2 separate regions of the Mus musculus genome follow, and region 2 is linked to region 1. Evidence: chromatin contacts called from public Hi-C data. All regions are on one chromosome and are shown on one strand. Each heading gives the region's core, a stretch centred on a gene start, on an enhancer-like site or on the middle of the called end of the contact. The rest is flanking DNA. Distances are from core to core; before and after follow the strand shown.

Region 1 (4,031 bases), core at 1,117-3,616:
ATCTACAAACTGATACTCCAATCTAATTTTTTAAAAAAATTCCAGGAGTGCACATAATTTTAAAAAAACTATGTAAGATAAAGTCAATTTAAAGTCAATTTCATAGCCTCAGCCTCCCAGGAACATACATTTGCTCAGAGGGGGAAAATCTGCTTGAAGGAAACTTATTTTTTACTTTAATTCATCAAACAGAAGTAATCACCATGTTATATTTGTTGAAGACATTCTTATCATGGGGGAATAAAACCAGAATTATTAAATTGTCAAGTGGCCTCTGTAGACTATACCATTTATAAAAGGTATTTATTTCACCTTCCACTAAAGTCCTGTCTCACAAAAGAGTACTGCTTTGTAGTCATACTCAAGAGTTTGAAAGGGAAGATTATTTAATGATAGGGGTTTTTTTTTTCCTTGTGATAAAACTGCTACTAGTAGTCTTTATACTTAGGATCAGAAACAAGTTTATGGAATTTGCCAGTGTTATTCTGAAAGTTGAAAGCAAGGCAGTCATATTGGTCAGCTTCTAATTCCCAGCTCCGCCCCACGCCTGGAAGCTTCGCAGGAGTCCTCGTAGAAAGCACATGCTGGTGTGGGAAATGCATCCTGGAGAAGAGGCATTGCAGACCCTTTCTTCTGACATTGATATTTTTCATACTTGAGATGTGATTGACAGGGGTTAACATAAAGATTATACCGAAGTGCTGTGTAATGCCTAAAGCGACTTAAAGACTCACTGAACTCATGTGCAATTTAGAGTTACAGGGGGGGCTTGACTGCCGTGGAAAATATGTCAGAGACAAACTGAGACCTCTGTATCCAAAATAGCATTCATGCTGGGTACAGTGAGCCACACTCAGGAGACTGAGACAGGAAGGTTGCTTCAAGTTTGAATGAAGCCAGCAGGGACTACATAGTGAGTTCTAGGTCAGCAGTGTGTACAGGGCCAGGAGCAAAACAAACAAAAACAAAAGAAAAACGATTGCATTCAAAATGGTAAAGTCCTGATGCTTAGAAAACGTGTCGATGACCACTGATATTCTGTTGAGAGGTTTTGATGAAGTTATAAGAAATTCGTAAATATTTGGTTTCAGAATTTATCAGTGTCTAATTAAAATAGGATTTGCCCTCAAAGATGTATCCTGTGCTAACTGGAAAATCACGCAGAAGTCTCTATCCATAGTCATTACAGGACTCTCAGAATGCTTTAAACAAACCGTTACTGAACAGCTAAAGCAAACTTAACCAAAGACCAATTAAAATGAAATTATGGGGAAAAAATGGCCCAGGTGGGAAAAACATTCTCTGTAGCAGCCATGAGCTCCAAAGGGAGCAGAGAAACATTCCTTTTTGTGGGCATTTGGTGTTGACCACTCATTCCAAAATGGTGGCCCACTGGGGCTAAATCTTTTGGAATATCCAGACCTAAGAAAATAGAACTTTGTTTTAGCCGTGTTTTCCCGAGAGATAGAGGCTTGCAAAAATTCGTGATGGATGTTAGCTGATGACAAAGAATGCCGACATCCTGGAAAACATGGAGGGCAGTTGATATTTTTCCCCACTGAGTTTTGGAAAGAGATAAAGAGAGGCTAAAAGAACAACATGAGTGTGTAAAACCTCAGCGTTGCTGAGGAACATCCCAAAGAGTTTACATTCTATGGATAACCGTCAGTTTACCCATGTGTCATCACCCACAATGTACTGAAAAAGGTCCCTGGAGGACTGTGAGATTCCAACAGCAAGAGCAAGCACGTTTCCGTGCCTCTTGCAAAGTGAGGAAGCCCCTGCCAGACAGCTACTAATGGAGACCTGCTTCAAAGTGGTCCCTTTCATCAAAACCAGGAAGAAAATCAGAACACCGAGACACCGGTATCAAGGATTGACCAATTGCACACTGCGCATGAGCGGAGCAGCACGGCTGTCCGCAGCGTGAAATCTCTCCCAGGATCCCCTTATCGTTCTGCCTCAAGTTCTTTGTTGAGAAAAGGGAAAGAAACAGCCCAAGTGGGTCTCACACTGAGTGTGCTGCTAAGGCGTACATACTCTGGCTAAAGAGGAAATTGTTTAAAACTCAAGTTACGTGAGACGTTGATATATGTGCACTCTAGAATTTAACACCAGGAAGTTTGAGGTTTTAGTGTTTCTCAGACCAATTTAATCTCTGTTAGAGAAGCTATCAGATTACGTATAGTGTATGCCTGCGTGTGTAGAGCAGGAAAAAAAAATTTCAGGGCCCCCTCATCAAATAAAACGGTAAATGATAAACGTTGTCAACTAAACAAATTTCTAAGGAGCAAAACCTTGTGACTTCGCTGGGCGTTCCTGCGATTCGCTCTCTCTCTCTGAAAATCAGTGTTTACTTTCTGTTCTGTTTTGGCTTTCCTCTAGATTTGGCGTACATGCCTACATTGCTCCAACCTGACTCTGCTACGTTTCCTCCCTCTCAGCTTCCTTGTCCTTCCAAGTTTTATCAAAAAGACGCTGGACGCTTTACCTGGGAGTCAAGAGAGTCCAGTCTGGGGAGAGAGGGTTTTTTTTTCTTTAAAATAATAAATCATGAAATTAATATATGCTGCTAGATACCCTGGAGGTATTGGATAATGAGGCACCCAGGGAAACAACCCTCACACACACACCCTCCATTGCTGTCTGAAGAAATGACCCACTAGGCTGTCTCTGGGAGGAATCTCCCGGGGATGCCTGTCTCAAGGGGGAGGGCTGCTTTTAAAAGTTAGAGGTGGATATTTCAGATGCTTACTGCTATTACAGAAACTCCTGCTGCAGTGCTGCTCGGCTTGGGGCCTGTGTTGAAATGCTTCTTGATTTTGCCAGCTACTGACAGCTGATGCTCATTTTCTGGGAGACCATCATCCTAGAGGATAAAAAGGGCGAGAAAGAAAGAAAAAAAAAAAGGTGAAAGTGAGATCCTGGGAAGTGAGGTCCGAATCTCTGAATCAGGTCGGGGTCTTAGACTTGGAAGAGGTCAGAGACCAATCAACCAAGATTTTCTTCAGGAAGCTGTCATCAACGGCAACCCCTCCCCCACCCCATTCACTACCTTCCTTTTTCTGTCTGCATTTTCATTGCTGACCCTATACCATCAAACCCTTGGAGGTTTGTCTCCAAACATAAACTCTTCAGGTTACTAATAAAATCTATTTTCAACCTTGGCTCTATGTTTAAGGAAAAGATAATATGGCCACCCCCAAGTCCCCAAAAGTTAGTATGTCTTCCTCTCCCTCCTAGTCCATTATTTAGATCCAAAGCTAAGGAGACCAGCAGACCTGCTTTCATGCATGGTCATAAATAAACTCCCCCCCCCCCCCCAGCTGTTTAATTGGCCATTCTAAAATCCCAGACAACCCTCTGGGCAAAAAGTTATTCCCTAAGTTTTAAATCCTCTTTACTGCCTTCAGATCATCTGCAATTATGACTCTGCCATTATGACACAGTCCATGTTAAAGCTCCTTTTAGCTAAAACTTCTGCTGCCTTGGGAACGGTGGCCAGGGATGTAAGTATGCCTCGCCACTTACTAGTTCACGACTGGCCAAAGGCTGTGTGACCTTTGAAAGCAGAGACCGTGCTTTAGTCCCCATTGGATCCTTGGGTCTCAGCACAGTGCCTGAGCACACACCGCACAGTTAATAAATAATTATATCAGTAGATGAATGGACAGACAATAGGGTGTGTCTTATTATCTGGAAAAATCCAAACCTGAGAGAGATGTCTGCTTTCATTCCCTGATGTTATTTTTTCTTTCCCCTCCTCACTTTACACATCATTTCTTGTTTCTGTCCAGAAAAAGAAACCCACTGTCCCCCTCTGTCCCCTGCTATCCCCCCCGCTGTTCCCCAAGCATGACATGCATGCTTCCTGCATGAACCACTGTCTCCACATGGGGTCTGCTCCCCCTCTCAGCATCTGTCATTCATTTATCTAGTGGGTATTCACTACATGTCTAGATAGGACCAAGGTTTTACTGGTTAGTGTAGGAAATGATACTAAGTAGAAATATGCATGGGTCTGGTTCTTT
Region 2 (4,031 bases), core at 691-3,190, 150 kb before region 1:
TTTATTGGGCTTCAGAATTCTCTAATGACTCACTGTAATAAATATTTGCATGTAAGACCCCAACAGCTTTACATGCAAATAAAGCATGTTTGCAACACCACTTCAATAACTCAATGTGTGATGGAGAGATGGGAAAGATGGTGGAGTGGGTGGTGCATGAGCAGCAGACAGACAGAACTAGAGACAAGGTGGTTTTAGAAACCATGTAGATGTTTGTGGTCTGTGCTGCCACCAGAAACCATGTGGAAAACTATGATCTGTGCAAGGAATGGGCAAGGATGTGTCTTTTGCAGTGGTATAAATGACTGTAGGCTCTTAACAGAGAAAGAGAGACATTTAAAGCTTCTATGACAACACCCACCCCTCACACACATACTCACCACCAATAATTCCAGACAGAAAGCCATTGCTTCTGTGACAAAAAATGTGACAAAGATGCTGAAATGTAGCTCTTCACAGTTAATGGCTTCTGGCAGGAGGGATTTGAGTGGAGAAAGACTCAGTTATCTTTAGCAGGATAGCCACTGGGAATTTGACCATGCTCCAGTGAGTACAGGGGCAATGCAAATTGTACTTGGTGTGTTTTCTGGGAGTGGTGGAGGGCACAAGGATGAGAGGGTAGACTTTGGAGGAATGGGAAAGGAGTGTGACCTGCATGTGTTGTATGAAATCCCCAAATAATTAATAAAAATATTTTGTCAGAAAAAAAAAGGAGAGAGGAGAGAGAGAAGAAAGGGAGGGCATGCACAGTAAGGGAACAAAGAAAGGGAACACAAATGAACAGAACTGGTCTTTTTCTACATAGAGGATCATATTATTTAATAATGGCAGGTCTGAATATCACCACAAATACATATTTTCACACAAAACTCACAGCACACATTTTTGAGGAAATGACTTCTAGTTGCTACATAAAATAATAATGGATTCTGGTCTACTGTGAAGGAAAGTAGACTCTAGATGAACTAAAACCTTATATGTGAGGAGTCAGCCATCCTATGAGTCTGATGGGCAGAGATACAGAAAGCTACCTCCAACAGCAGAACTCCTCCCCCAGGCATGAACTACTAAATGAGTTGGTGGGCTCAAATGCAAAATGGATGCAGACACACCTAACAGGCAGCATCTGTAAGAGTATGCATGTGCACGGATTAAACCAGCAAGGAATCACTTCTGAAACTGTCAAAGTCTGCATTCCGCAACATAAAGACAGAAACTGCCATGCAAAAGTGAGTGGGGTAGGCGAGATGGTGAAGATGCTAAGAGCACTGCTGCTCTAGCAGAGGATCCAGATTCAGGTCCCAGCACCCACATGAGGCTGCACACAACCACTTTAATTCCAGTTCCAAGCAGTGGAATATGGTCTTCTGGCATGAGAGGTCATATGCACAAACATAGGCATAGAGCAACAACTTTGTGCATGTACACACACATGTAAAATTTAAAAATAAAGTGAGCAAAGGGTATGAATAGGTCATTTTTTGGGAGACCCAAAAGGCAAAGATGTCTTTAAAATATCTAATTTGTTACCAATCAAAGGACTACAAACCAAAATAACTAGTTATTATTTTGTATCTGTCATAGTAGCCAAAATTAGAAACGGAGGTAGCACCAAGGTGGCAGAGGCATATAGAGTCACAACAAATGGAAAAAACTGGGGACAGGACAGTCATTCTGAAGAGCAGCAGGCAGTGACTGGGAGGAGGAAAGAGACAACATGAGTGTGAGGTGAGGCTCAGGTCCTACTCCAGAAGAAATGTAACCGACATCCAAGAGCCCCAAGGGCTGCCCGTGCCCCAGGCCATGCCCGTGCCCCAGGCCATGCCCGTGCAGTGTGAGGAGGAGGAGCACAGGCTCCCATAGGCAGATCTTAGAACCGTACAAGGGACAAAATGTGTTCCTAGGCCACGGTTGTAGAGCAAATACTCAGAACAGAAGGAACATTCACTGTTTCACGCTTGTTGCATGTGGTGAGAGAGGAAGTGAAAGAAGGGTACTGAGATGAATAAACACATTTTAAACTCAAAAGTCCTGGAAAGCCATCATTCTCTCTGTCCCCATGATCTCATTAGCCATATCATTCAATAATAGCTTTATACTAGCAAAATAATAGTAAATTGGTAAATCTTTCAGTGACAGCTCTAAGACTGATTCCACATAGTTGAAAACAAACTTTCTTTAAGTATTAATTCACAGCTATTCTCGGTTCCTGGGGCGAGATTGGAATGTGGCCACTCAATAATCCCCCTGCATAATGGTCATCTGTTTTATCCTTCCATCCATTGGACTAGTGCTGAAGTGATCACTAACAATTGTACTGACTCCTAAAATTTACTAAATCACACAAACTGTAACAAATATAACCTGCAAAGAGTTAACCAATCACTTTATTTTTTGTCTCATTTCTCATATTCTGGTCTGAATGGTTATTTTAATATCAGTAAAAAGTGAAGGACCGAATCAGGAAAGGGATGCAGGGAATGAAGTATTAGGTGTGGGTGGTAGTGGAGAGGCACTGCCGAGAGTACAGTTTTGAGAGGATTCCTTTGAAAGTTATTGTTTGTTAATTGAAAGGATGCCAAAGTGGATTTAACCCCTTAGTAACTGGGACGAACAACCAGAGAGTGAGCAGATTCACACATTTACTGACAGCTGCGCTTTATGATGTATAGCTGTACACAGAGAATTTCTGAAGCTGGATACAGAACCTCCTTTGCACATGGGTGCAAAGCATCCTGCCTGCTTTGACCATATCAGAGGTGAAGGGCGTGAGTGGCTACTCCCCAGCAGCAAAGTGCCCACTATGGATTTTATCCAGGGATGAAATGAACTCCAGCCCATCTGTCTGGGGGTTTCCATTATCCTTCTCTTCCTTCTTCTCCTTCTCCTCCTTCTCCTCCTTCACCAGTAACACCACTTTCTCCTTCTTCGTCTTGTAAAGTCTTCTAACTCACAAATAAAAACATCACATAGCTGGTTTAAAAACGTGACTCACACACTTGCACAGCTTGCCCATTTCCAAACTCAGTACCTATCAGTGAACTAAATACAAAGGGCCTTTGTCTCCCCCGGCTCTCCACAGAAGCCTGTGTTCGTTGACTCCCAGATATACTTCCCCGCCACACACACACCACTCAACAGCAAACCTCCACAGTCCCCTGGTACTTCCCAGGGTCTGTATTGGCTGAGCCAATTCCAGGCATGAAGAAGGCATTCCTTCCTCTATGAACATTTTTGTGTATATAATGGAGCCAAGAGAATGGAAAGCATTTTTGTGAAGAAGAGACTTTTATTTAGCCCTGTGTCTTATTAAAGGTAGTCTTTTGCCACTTCTGGGGACTGAAGATATTATATATAAAATCAAAGACAATGTAAAGGCATAATGTCTTTGTTTATACTGAATGTCTCACAGTGAGAAAGTAATTTGGAACCTTTGCTAAATGTATGGTCTTATTATTCCTTCATTCATTTCAGGCCCTGGAAAGTGAATTTGTTTCTTGCCAACTCCATCAATGGATTGACCTTATATTTGGCTACAAACAGCGAGGGCCAGAGGCAGTCCGTGCTCTCAATGTTTTCCACTACTTGACCTACGAAGGCTCTGTAAACCTGGACAGCATCACAGACCCTGTGCTCCGGGAGGTAGGTGTCCTGAGCTGCTCCCAAAGTGTCGAACTTAATCTCTCAAACACACATCTGGCTCCCCATCTTTTTCTGTGTAAGTCTCCTTTCAGCCTGACTCTTTACTACACATAGATTTCATGGTTTGACAAATATAAAAAATGGAGATATATCAAAGGGAAACAATGAGACCAATATGTTGAGGGTTGTTTTTTTGGTTTGGTTTGGTTTGGTTTGGTTTGGTTTGGTTTGGTTTGGTTTGGTTTGGTTTGGTTTGAAATACAGACAAATTTTAATGCAGAACTGTAATTTTACTTCAGCTCTCCATTAAAATGCATTACATGTTGTTAATGGGTGAGGCTTAGGCGAATATGTAACTATGAGGAATTCACTAAAATAATCAGCAGCAT

The links. A called contact is a pair of places that touch in the nucleus more often than the background predicts.
Region 2: a contact with region 1 is called in a Hi-C map of bone marrow-derived macrophages, with 2.1 times the contacts expected there. The contact joins two enhancer-like sites. A contact is called at or near these places in 1 of 15 datasets of contacts at CTCF or cohesin (the NIH/3T3 cell line), 31 of 484 Hi-C or Micro-C datasets (the C2C12 cell line, the G1E-ER4 cell line, the HPC-5 cell line and 17 more), 4 of 115 datasets of contacts at active chromatin or transcription factors (bone marrow-derived macrophages, differentiating embryonic stem cells and fibro-adipogenic progenitors) and 1 of 9 other capture datasets (embryonic stem cells).

Annotation. Positions count from the first base shown.
Region 1 is chr3:55,515,711-55,519,741 of GRCm38.p6, reverse strand. Dclk1 (doublecortin-like kinase 1) reads right to left here. Exons shown (of 17, transcript NM_001195538.2): 16 at 2,756-2,869. Among named protein-coding and RNA genes, the nearest start is that of Gm31796, 26 kb to the left of the region's middle. Within about 2 kb of position 2,366, at least 29 of the 459 cell types and tissues checked have an H3K27ac peak or open chromatin away from gene starts, as enhancers often do. A contact at or near this core is called in bone marrow-derived macrophages, where this site is marked.
Region 2 is chr3:55,665,185-55,669,215 of GRCm38.p6, reverse strand. It overlaps Nbea (neurobeachin), which reads left to right. Exons shown (of 58, transcript NM_030595.1): 49 at 3,475-3,642. Among named protein-coding and RNA genes, the nearest start is that of Gm46804, 40 kb to the left of the region's middle. Within about 2 kb of position 1,940, at least 20 of the 459 cell types and tissues checked have an H3K27ac peak or open chromatin away from gene starts, as enhancers often do. A contact at or near this core is called in bone marrow-derived macrophages, where this site is marked.